Regions from separate parts of the Mus musculus genome. Here region 2 is linked to region 1. Evidence: chromatin contacts called from public HiChIP or PLAC-seq data. All regions are on one chromosome and are shown on one strand. Each heading gives the region's core, a stretch centred on a gene start, on an enhancer-like site or on the middle of the called end of the contact. The rest is flanking DNA. Distances are from core to core; before and after follow the strand shown. Region 1 has its middle 32 kb from the start of Fam102a. Region 2 holds the start of Ptrh1 (peptidyl-tRNA hydrolase 1 homolog).

Evidence for each region. HiChIP or PLAC-seq counts read pairs in DNA pulled down with a chosen protein or histone mark.
Region 2: a contact with region 1 is called in an HNF4G HiChIP or PLAC-seq map of pancreatic cancer cells. The contact joins the promoter of Ptrh1 here to the enhancer-like site in region 1. A contact is called at or near these places in 1 of 39 promoter capture datasets (neural stem cells), 2 of 115 datasets of contacts at active chromatin or transcription factors (double positive thymocytes and pancreatic cancer cells) and 2 of 9 other capture datasets (liver and pancreatic islet).

Annotation. Positions count from the first base shown.
Region 1 is chr2:32,501,534-32,505,259 of GRCm38.p6, forward strand. No RefSeq gene overlaps it. Among named protein-coding and RNA genes, the nearest start is that of Fam102a, 32 kb to the right of the region's middle. Within about 2 kb of position 2,243, at least 69 of the 459 cell types and tissues checked have an H3K27ac peak or open chromatin away from gene starts, as enhancers often do. A contact at or near this core is called in pancreatic cancer cells, where this site is marked.
Region 2 is chr2:32,774,047-32,777,572 of GRCm38.p6, forward strand. Ptrh1 (peptidyl-tRNA hydrolase 1 homolog) reads left to right here and starts at 1,775. Exons shown (of 5, transcript NM_178595.3): 1 at 1,775-1,849; 2 at 2,258-2,477; 3 at 2,661-2,760; 4 at 2,937-2,982; 5 at 3,076-3,526. The coding sequence starts at 1,784. The coding sequence ends at 3,258. It overlaps Ttc16 (tetratricopeptide repeat domain 16), which reads right to left and starts at 1,587. Exons shown (of 15, transcript NM_177384.3): 1 at 1,285-1,587; 2 at 1,002-1,049; 3 at 345-511; 4 at 1-26. The coding sequence starts at 1,302. It overlaps Cfap157 (cilia and flagella associated protein 157), which reads right to left. Exons shown (of 9, transcript NM_025619.1): 9 at 3,367-3,523. The coding sequence ends at 3,452.

The sequences.
Region 1 (3,726 bases), core at 993-3,492:
AGTGTCCACGACCCTGTGGGAATCTGCCGTGGTTCAGCTCTGGAAGTGGGCTGGCCACTTCAGCCATTGTCCACGGTGACAGAATCCAGTCACATTCCAGCCTGGTCCCATGTCCCAGGACTACCTGCCCCTTAGCCACCCTCATCAAGGCATGTCGTGTCCACTTTCACTACTATCAGTAGATGGTCACAGCCACCTCAGGGTACAGTCCCTGCTGATGGCCCTCAGAGCACACTCCTGAGCCACCCAGAAGAAGAAAGTGCTGAGGCCGAACATTCTAGAAGCCCATTAACTCTCCTCAGAGGGAGGCCTAGCCTGTCTGGTACAGCCAGGAACACAGCCTTCTGACCACTCTGTCATTCCCCACCCAGGGTCAGGGACATGGCCTGGGGTGTGGCTGCTTCGGAGACTCTGGATCAAGGAACCTCCCACAGGCTTTGTGAACCACCCCAGGCACCTGCCTGAAACTCCAAGCAGGCACTGCAGGACTATGGCTGTGAAGGAGGCTGTCTCCTCCAGCACACTAGTGGGTGTCTGTGAGCCTGCATTTCTCAGGAAGTCCCAGTGGGGGTGGGGGGGAGGGGGAACTAAACAGAATGAAGCCTCGGGACACTGTACAGTTCACCTGGGGTCACATGACTGCCAAGAGGAAAGGCTGGGAAGAGGGTGTCGTGTTGGACTCCAACACCAGTGCTTTCAATTCTGCCTCCACATCATTCATTCACTCATTCATTTGTTCACATATTCATTTACAACGTATGGTGGACAGCTTTGTTGGCAACAGCACACAGGAGATCAGCCGGTCTGCTTGGTTTTGTAACTGGGTCTCATGCGGTCTGGGCTGGCCTCAAACTTGCTGTGTAGCTAAGCCTGGCTTTGAACTCCATTGCCTGCCCCTGCTTTACAAGTGCTGGGCTTGAAGGTGTGAGCCATAGAATTGATTTATTCCTATTTATGGCCTTCACCCTCAGGGGTCTCATCTCAGTAATCTAATTTCAAAATCCTCAGCACACTTTGTTTTGGTTTGCGGTATTTTTCTCTTTTTGGTTTTGAGATAAGGTCTTATTCTGTCGTGCAGGTAGGCCTCAAACTTACTACAGTAGTCCAGGCTGATTTCCAAGTCAAAGCAATCCTCCTGCCTCCAAATTTGGCTCCCTCCCTCTTTACCTCTCTCTCTTTATTCATCTTTTTTCTCTTCCTTTTTGAGTCAGGAACTCACTACATAGCCCTGGCTGGCCTAGAACTTGATATGTAGCCTAAGCTGGCCTTAAACTTAAAGAAATCCACTTGCCTCTGTCGCCGCAGTGTTGGGATTTAAGCTGTGTGTCACCACACCGGCCGTTTTTTCTTTTTCTTTTTGGGGGTGTGCCTGGCATAGAACCCAGAGTGTGAGTCACCCAGGTCAAGCATAGGCTTTATTATTGGACCACTTCGCTGCCCTCGGCTCTTAACAAACTTACTAGTTTGCAATAGCATTAGGTTTACAGAAGTATTGTTTGGCTGGTTACAGAGTTTGCGCGGTTTTCTGTCTAGTGTTCCTCGTGTCAATCTCCTTAATCAACTGTGGTCTGTTTGTCCAGAAACACTGGTTTTGGTTATGACTGCTGGCCAAGCCCAGCCTTGATGCAGACTTCACCCACTGGTACGCTCAGGCCCTGCCCCGGGATCCGAGTGCGTGAAGTGACTGTGTTGCTGCTTCTCGACTCCTTCTAGCCACAGGTTTTCAGACTTGAGTTTCGAGGCTTGCCAGCCAGGTGTTTTGTAGATATCTGTCCGTCTGTCTGTCTGTCGGCCTGTCTGTTTATCTATCTTATATATTTTTCTCCTGATTGCCTTGGAAGCTTTCTCATTCCATTCGATCAAAGGCACAGGATCACCACATGGCACGCAGAATAAACCAGGGCTGTTTAAGGTGTGTTGCTGGCTGTTTCTCCTCACACAATAGAGTCCTCTCCCTCCTCCGCCTTCCCCCTTTCCTTCCCTCCTTCCCTTTCTTCTCTCTCTGAGTCTCTACTTCTTGTTTCATGGTGTGGGAAGTGGGGCAGGGCCTCACTATGTAGCCCAAGCTGGCCTTCCTCCTGCCTGGGTCTTCCTGGTGCTGGATTCTTTGGCCCACCATGCCCAGCTTAGAAATTTTGATGTTTTTTTAGCTCTGGGGAGCAAACTTGGGCTCTCTCCCTCTGAACTTCATTCGGTCCAGTCAGCTCCTCACACTTTAGAAGTGAGTCACTGAGTCAAACGCCCATTCAAGGGGCAGTGGCTTGAGCTACTTCCTGCAGAAAGAACCATAAATTATTTGAATTCTCCTCAGAAGACAGAAGGCCCTTTCTTCCAGTCTGCTTGTTTTCTCAGCCATTGACTTCTGCGGTGTGGATGCAGCACACATTCTTATTTCATTTAGACTCTGTTGTTTCCCTGAGCTGGGGCTGGAAACCAGGGCCTCTCAAGATGGGCAGCTCTGTACCTGCAAGCTTTCCCAGCTCTGAATTTTACCCTGAAAATCTTAATCCATAGCTATTTCTTCTGATGCTCCAATGGTTTTGTTTTTGGATTTGAGAGCCCCTTCAGGTGGCTCCTGGTTCCTTGGACATGGGGCAGTCCCTTCCTTTTGTTTTTTTATCTTTTTTTTTTTTTGTGCCACCACGCCCAGCGACAGGTAGCTTGCTTGCTTTCTTTCTTTCTTTCTTTCTTTCTTTCTTTTTAAAGATTTATTTATTTATTATATGTAAGTACACTGTAGCTGTCTTCAGATACTCCAGAAGAGGGCGTTAGATCTTGTTTTTTTTTTTTTTTTTTTTTTTTTTTTAAAGATTTATTTATTTATTATATGTAAGTACACTGTAGCTGTCTTCAGACACTCCAGAAGAGGGAGTCAGATCTTGTTACGGATGGTTGTGAGCCACCATGTGGTTGCTGGGATTTGAACTCCGGACCTTCGGAGGAGCAGTCGGGTGCTCTTACCCACTGAACCATCTCACCAGCCCTTGTTTTTTTTTTTATCTTAATTCTGTGCATGCACATATACCATGGTTCATAGGAGGTCAGAGGACAATGGTAGGTGTTGGTCCTTGCCTTCCTCCTTGTGTGAGTTAGGGTTTCTTGCCGTTCACCACTGCATACACAGGCTAGCTGTTCCACAAGCTTTGGGGGATTCTCCTGTCTCCTGGGGATTGACCTATGTCCCGCCATAGGAGAGCTGCCAACCTCATACACAGGTTTGTTTGTTTGTTTTTAAAGATTCATTTATTTATTATATGTAAGTACATTGTGGCTGTCTTCAGACATACCAGAAGAGGGCACTGGATTCCATTACAGATGGTTGTGAGCTACCATGTGGTTGCTGGGAATTGAACTCAGGACCTCTGGAAGAGCAGCCAGTGCTCTTAAGTGCTGAGCCATCTCTCCAGCCCCACATAGTTTCTTTTCTTTTCTTTTTTTTTTTTTTCCTATGAGGTGTGTATAGGATGTCTGGGAGTTTTCTTCAAACTTTCTTCTGGATGTATTTTGTCTGGATCAGCTGGCCAGTCAGCTGATCACAGGAACTCTCTAGAAGGACCAATCTGGCTTTGGCTTTTGCTCTCCAAGTGCTAGGTTTTACAGGAATGCCCCACTACATCATGCTTTTTAGTTTTATTGATAATGATACTTAAGGACCTTACAGAATGGTGGAACGCATAAAATAGGGTTTACTGTGCCTAGACTGGAGATCTGAGGAAAACTAACTAG
Region 2 (3,526 bases), core at 525-3,024, 270 kb after region 1:
GGAGGCACTGATGGCCTTGGTTATAGCTGTGAGGACAGGACAGGACAGGACAGGACAGGCAGTGGATCTGGTATTGATCTGGGACCAGCCCAGGACCTTCTCAGGGCTAGAATGGGGTATGCAGGAGGGAGGGCTGAGGTAAAGAGGCTGCAAAAGCCATCAGAGCTCCACAGAGGCCAGGCTGACCTTCCTGGAGCTCTTCCAGGGCATCAGCCCCTTATCCCTCTACCCTCGCTGTTCACTGAGACCCAGAGAGGGATAGCAGCCAGCTTGCAGCTGAACCCAGTATTAATAATGGTTTTGTAGAGTAGGAACCTGGAGTTGGAGACAAAGAAGTCACTCACTACTCTCTGACTTTGGCAGGCACTGTTGATCCTATCATCCTTCGTTTTGTAGGATCTGTCATAACATAGAACACATGACTGGTCCCAAAGATGCGTCGCAGGATCTTCTCTGGGGCTTCAGGAACCTTTAGCTTTGGAGTTTTCTGGGAACGGGCACTGTGAGGCTCCTGGAACCAAGCCAGGGGCAGTAAGCTCAGAAGGCCTCAGGAACACTTCCCCCAGGAGCTTTGCCTACTGGAAGAGGTGTGAAGAGGCCTCCTGGTAGAAGGCACACCTAGTCTGGGGTTCAACAGTCCCCCAGGGCTCCAACATTTCTCTAGCCCTGCCTCTCTCCCTGTCCTGTGGTCAAGGTCAAGGAACCACTGCACCCTCTGCTCTCCTCTTGGGCTTTGTCTGCTCTCACCTTGTGCTCTAGCTGCTCATCGTTTTCAGACCCTGCTGCACAAGGTTCCTTGTGACTCCCGCCCTGGGATTCTCACACTCGTCAGGTCACATTGAGCAAGCACTTCACCTGACTTCTTCCCAGGGCTTCTCACCTCTGTGTGATCACCCTTCCCATAGTCACCAGAATCGGGGAACCTATGTCTCATCAGTCCTCAAGTTCTGTGTTTCACTCCTCAAAATCTCTCCACTTGGGCTGGGCACGGTAGTGCATACCTTTAATAACCCCGTTCTAGAGCTAGAGGCAGATGGAGTTCTCTGAGTCTATAAAACAAACAAACAAAACCCCAAAACGTTAAAACAACAACAACCCCCCCAAAAAATCTCTCTGCCCTCTCTCTCCCTTAGGACTGGGAGGCCAGTCACCCTTCTCCCCTACCACACTACAAATGATGACCTCTGACCTCTCCCAGTTCCCCTGAAGGGCTTGACTGGCTCTTCCTCAAGCCCTTCTTGCGGCCCCGACCTCTGCCTCAGCTTTCCCCTTCTCAGCCCTCACCTTGCTTCTGTCTGTCATGGCCAGGTTTCTAGGCTAACTTCTGGGCTAAGCATACTCTGAGGTTCCCTAGCTCCGTTGTTGCTAGGCACCAGGTCCACGATGTCCATAGGCCCCGCCCACTTGGCCCCGCCTCCGAGAGTCACTAGAAACTCAGCAAGGCAAGCCAAGGCCTAAGTCAAGGAAAGAACCTATGGGCAGTGCACGCCGACGCGGGCCAGGGTAGAAACTTAACGAGGTACCAGCCCTCGAGCAAAGGCCGAGCAAAGGCTGAGCCATACAGGGTGACGCGTCGCGGAGGAATGCACCCAGACACTCGCCCGGGCCCGCGATCCACCCACTTCCGCCCCGCAGAGACATGGCGGACGCCAAACCCAGCCTGGATTGGGCGTCGCTGGACATGTCGTGATGCTATTGGCTTAGGGATGCCTGACGTCAAGGGGCGGGGTCCTGGCTGTGAATGGGAGTCGGCACGTTGAAGTCCGGTCTTTTTAGTCCAGGGATGCGGCGGAGTTGGGCCTTGAGCCGGCAGGTTTCCGAGGCTCGGTTCCCCGGGAAGCGGTGGCTGGTGAGTGGGGCGTGGGTGGCTACACAGGGACGCGGGGCTTGGCTCCGCAGCTACGCTTACATTTAAGTGTATGCGTTGTATGCATGTGCCCTGTGGCTGTCAGAGGGCAACTTAGGAGAGGGTTCTTTCCACCATGTGGGTTCTGGGGATCGAACCCAGGTTGTCAGGGTTAGCAGCAACCTTACCTTCGGAACCATCTTTTCGGGATAGTTGTCCCTTTTTCTACTTAGTCAAATAGGCGCAATACTAACTGGCTCCAAACTTTTAGTTTTGCTCTTGCACCAGGGAGCGGCATCCTCTGGCTGGTGGGGCCTCCAGGAGTTCCCAGACCCTTAAGTGCTCCTTCCCAATACTGTCGCTTCTGTTTCCTGGTCAATGTTTTGGGTCCTGAGTGAGTGTTGCCTACAGGTGGCTGGCCTGGGGAACCACGGAATGCCCGGCACCCGGCACAGTGTGGGCATGGCGGTGCTGGGGCAAATAGCAAGGCGACTGGGAGTGGCGGAGAATTGGACTCGTGACTCGCGCTGTGCTGCTGACCTCGCCCTGGCCCCGCTCGGGGATGCTCAGCTGGTACTGCTCCGGCCGCGGCGCCTCATGAACGTCAACGGGCGCAGCGTAGCCCGAGCTGGTGAGTTGTAGGTTTCATGGATAAGAGGGCACAGGGACCAGAGAGAGGGTTCAATTGTGACAAGTGCCTGGTGAGCCCCAATTACTACAGTGAAGGCTTGGGGAAGCCTGTTTACATATGGGGGTTGTTGTGACCCCTCTGAGCAGATATGCAGTAACTAGAGTGTTGTTTCCCTGTGCCAAGCGGAGCTGTTTGGGCTGACTGCGGAGGAGATCTATCTGGTCCATGATGAACTGGACAAGCCGTTGGGAAAGCTGGCTCTGAAGCTGGGGGGCAGCGCAAGGTGAGGCTCTTATGTGCGTAGGTTTGGGTAGGGATGCTGGCCTCTGTTGGAGTGGAGTAAGATTGTTGAGACTATCTATCTCGATAGGCTGGGCTGCTCTGAAGAAGGCCTGGGCAAGGGAATGGAGGAAGGGCACTGCCTCAGAAAGTACTAACTGCTCTTCATATCCCCTCAAGGGGCCATAATGGAGTCCGTTCCTGCATTAGCTGTCTGAACTCCAATGTGAGTCTACCCTTCTGCCCTGCCCTGGGTGGGGGTGGCTAGCATTGACATTGTATCTCACCAATGCATCCTCATTCCCCTGGGACCCTACAGGCAATGCCAAGGCTGCTGGTGGGCATCGGGCGCCCCACACACCCTAATATGGTGGAGAACCATGTCCTGGGCTGTTTCTCCCCGGAGGAGCAGGAGCTACTGTCCCCATTGATGGATCAGGCCACTGACCTGCTCCTGGACCACATCCGTGCTCGAAGCCAGGGACCATTGTCAGGCCTCTAATACCAGTGGATATATCTACCTGTTTGACTGCCTGCCGGTGCCATGAAGCCAAGACAGGGCCACAGAACTGCAATGACACAGTGGTACCCAATGTTTATATAACTTCCCTGGGTTTCCCCAGGCTACTTGCAGATTCAAGGAGGGACTGTGGCCACATCAGTCTGTTTCTGCAGCAGCTTGGTCTCCCCGTTCGCTATTTGCGGTGTAGGAAAGGTCTAGGAAGGGTAAACTTTCTGAACCTTTTGAGAGCTCCAGATGGGTAGATCTG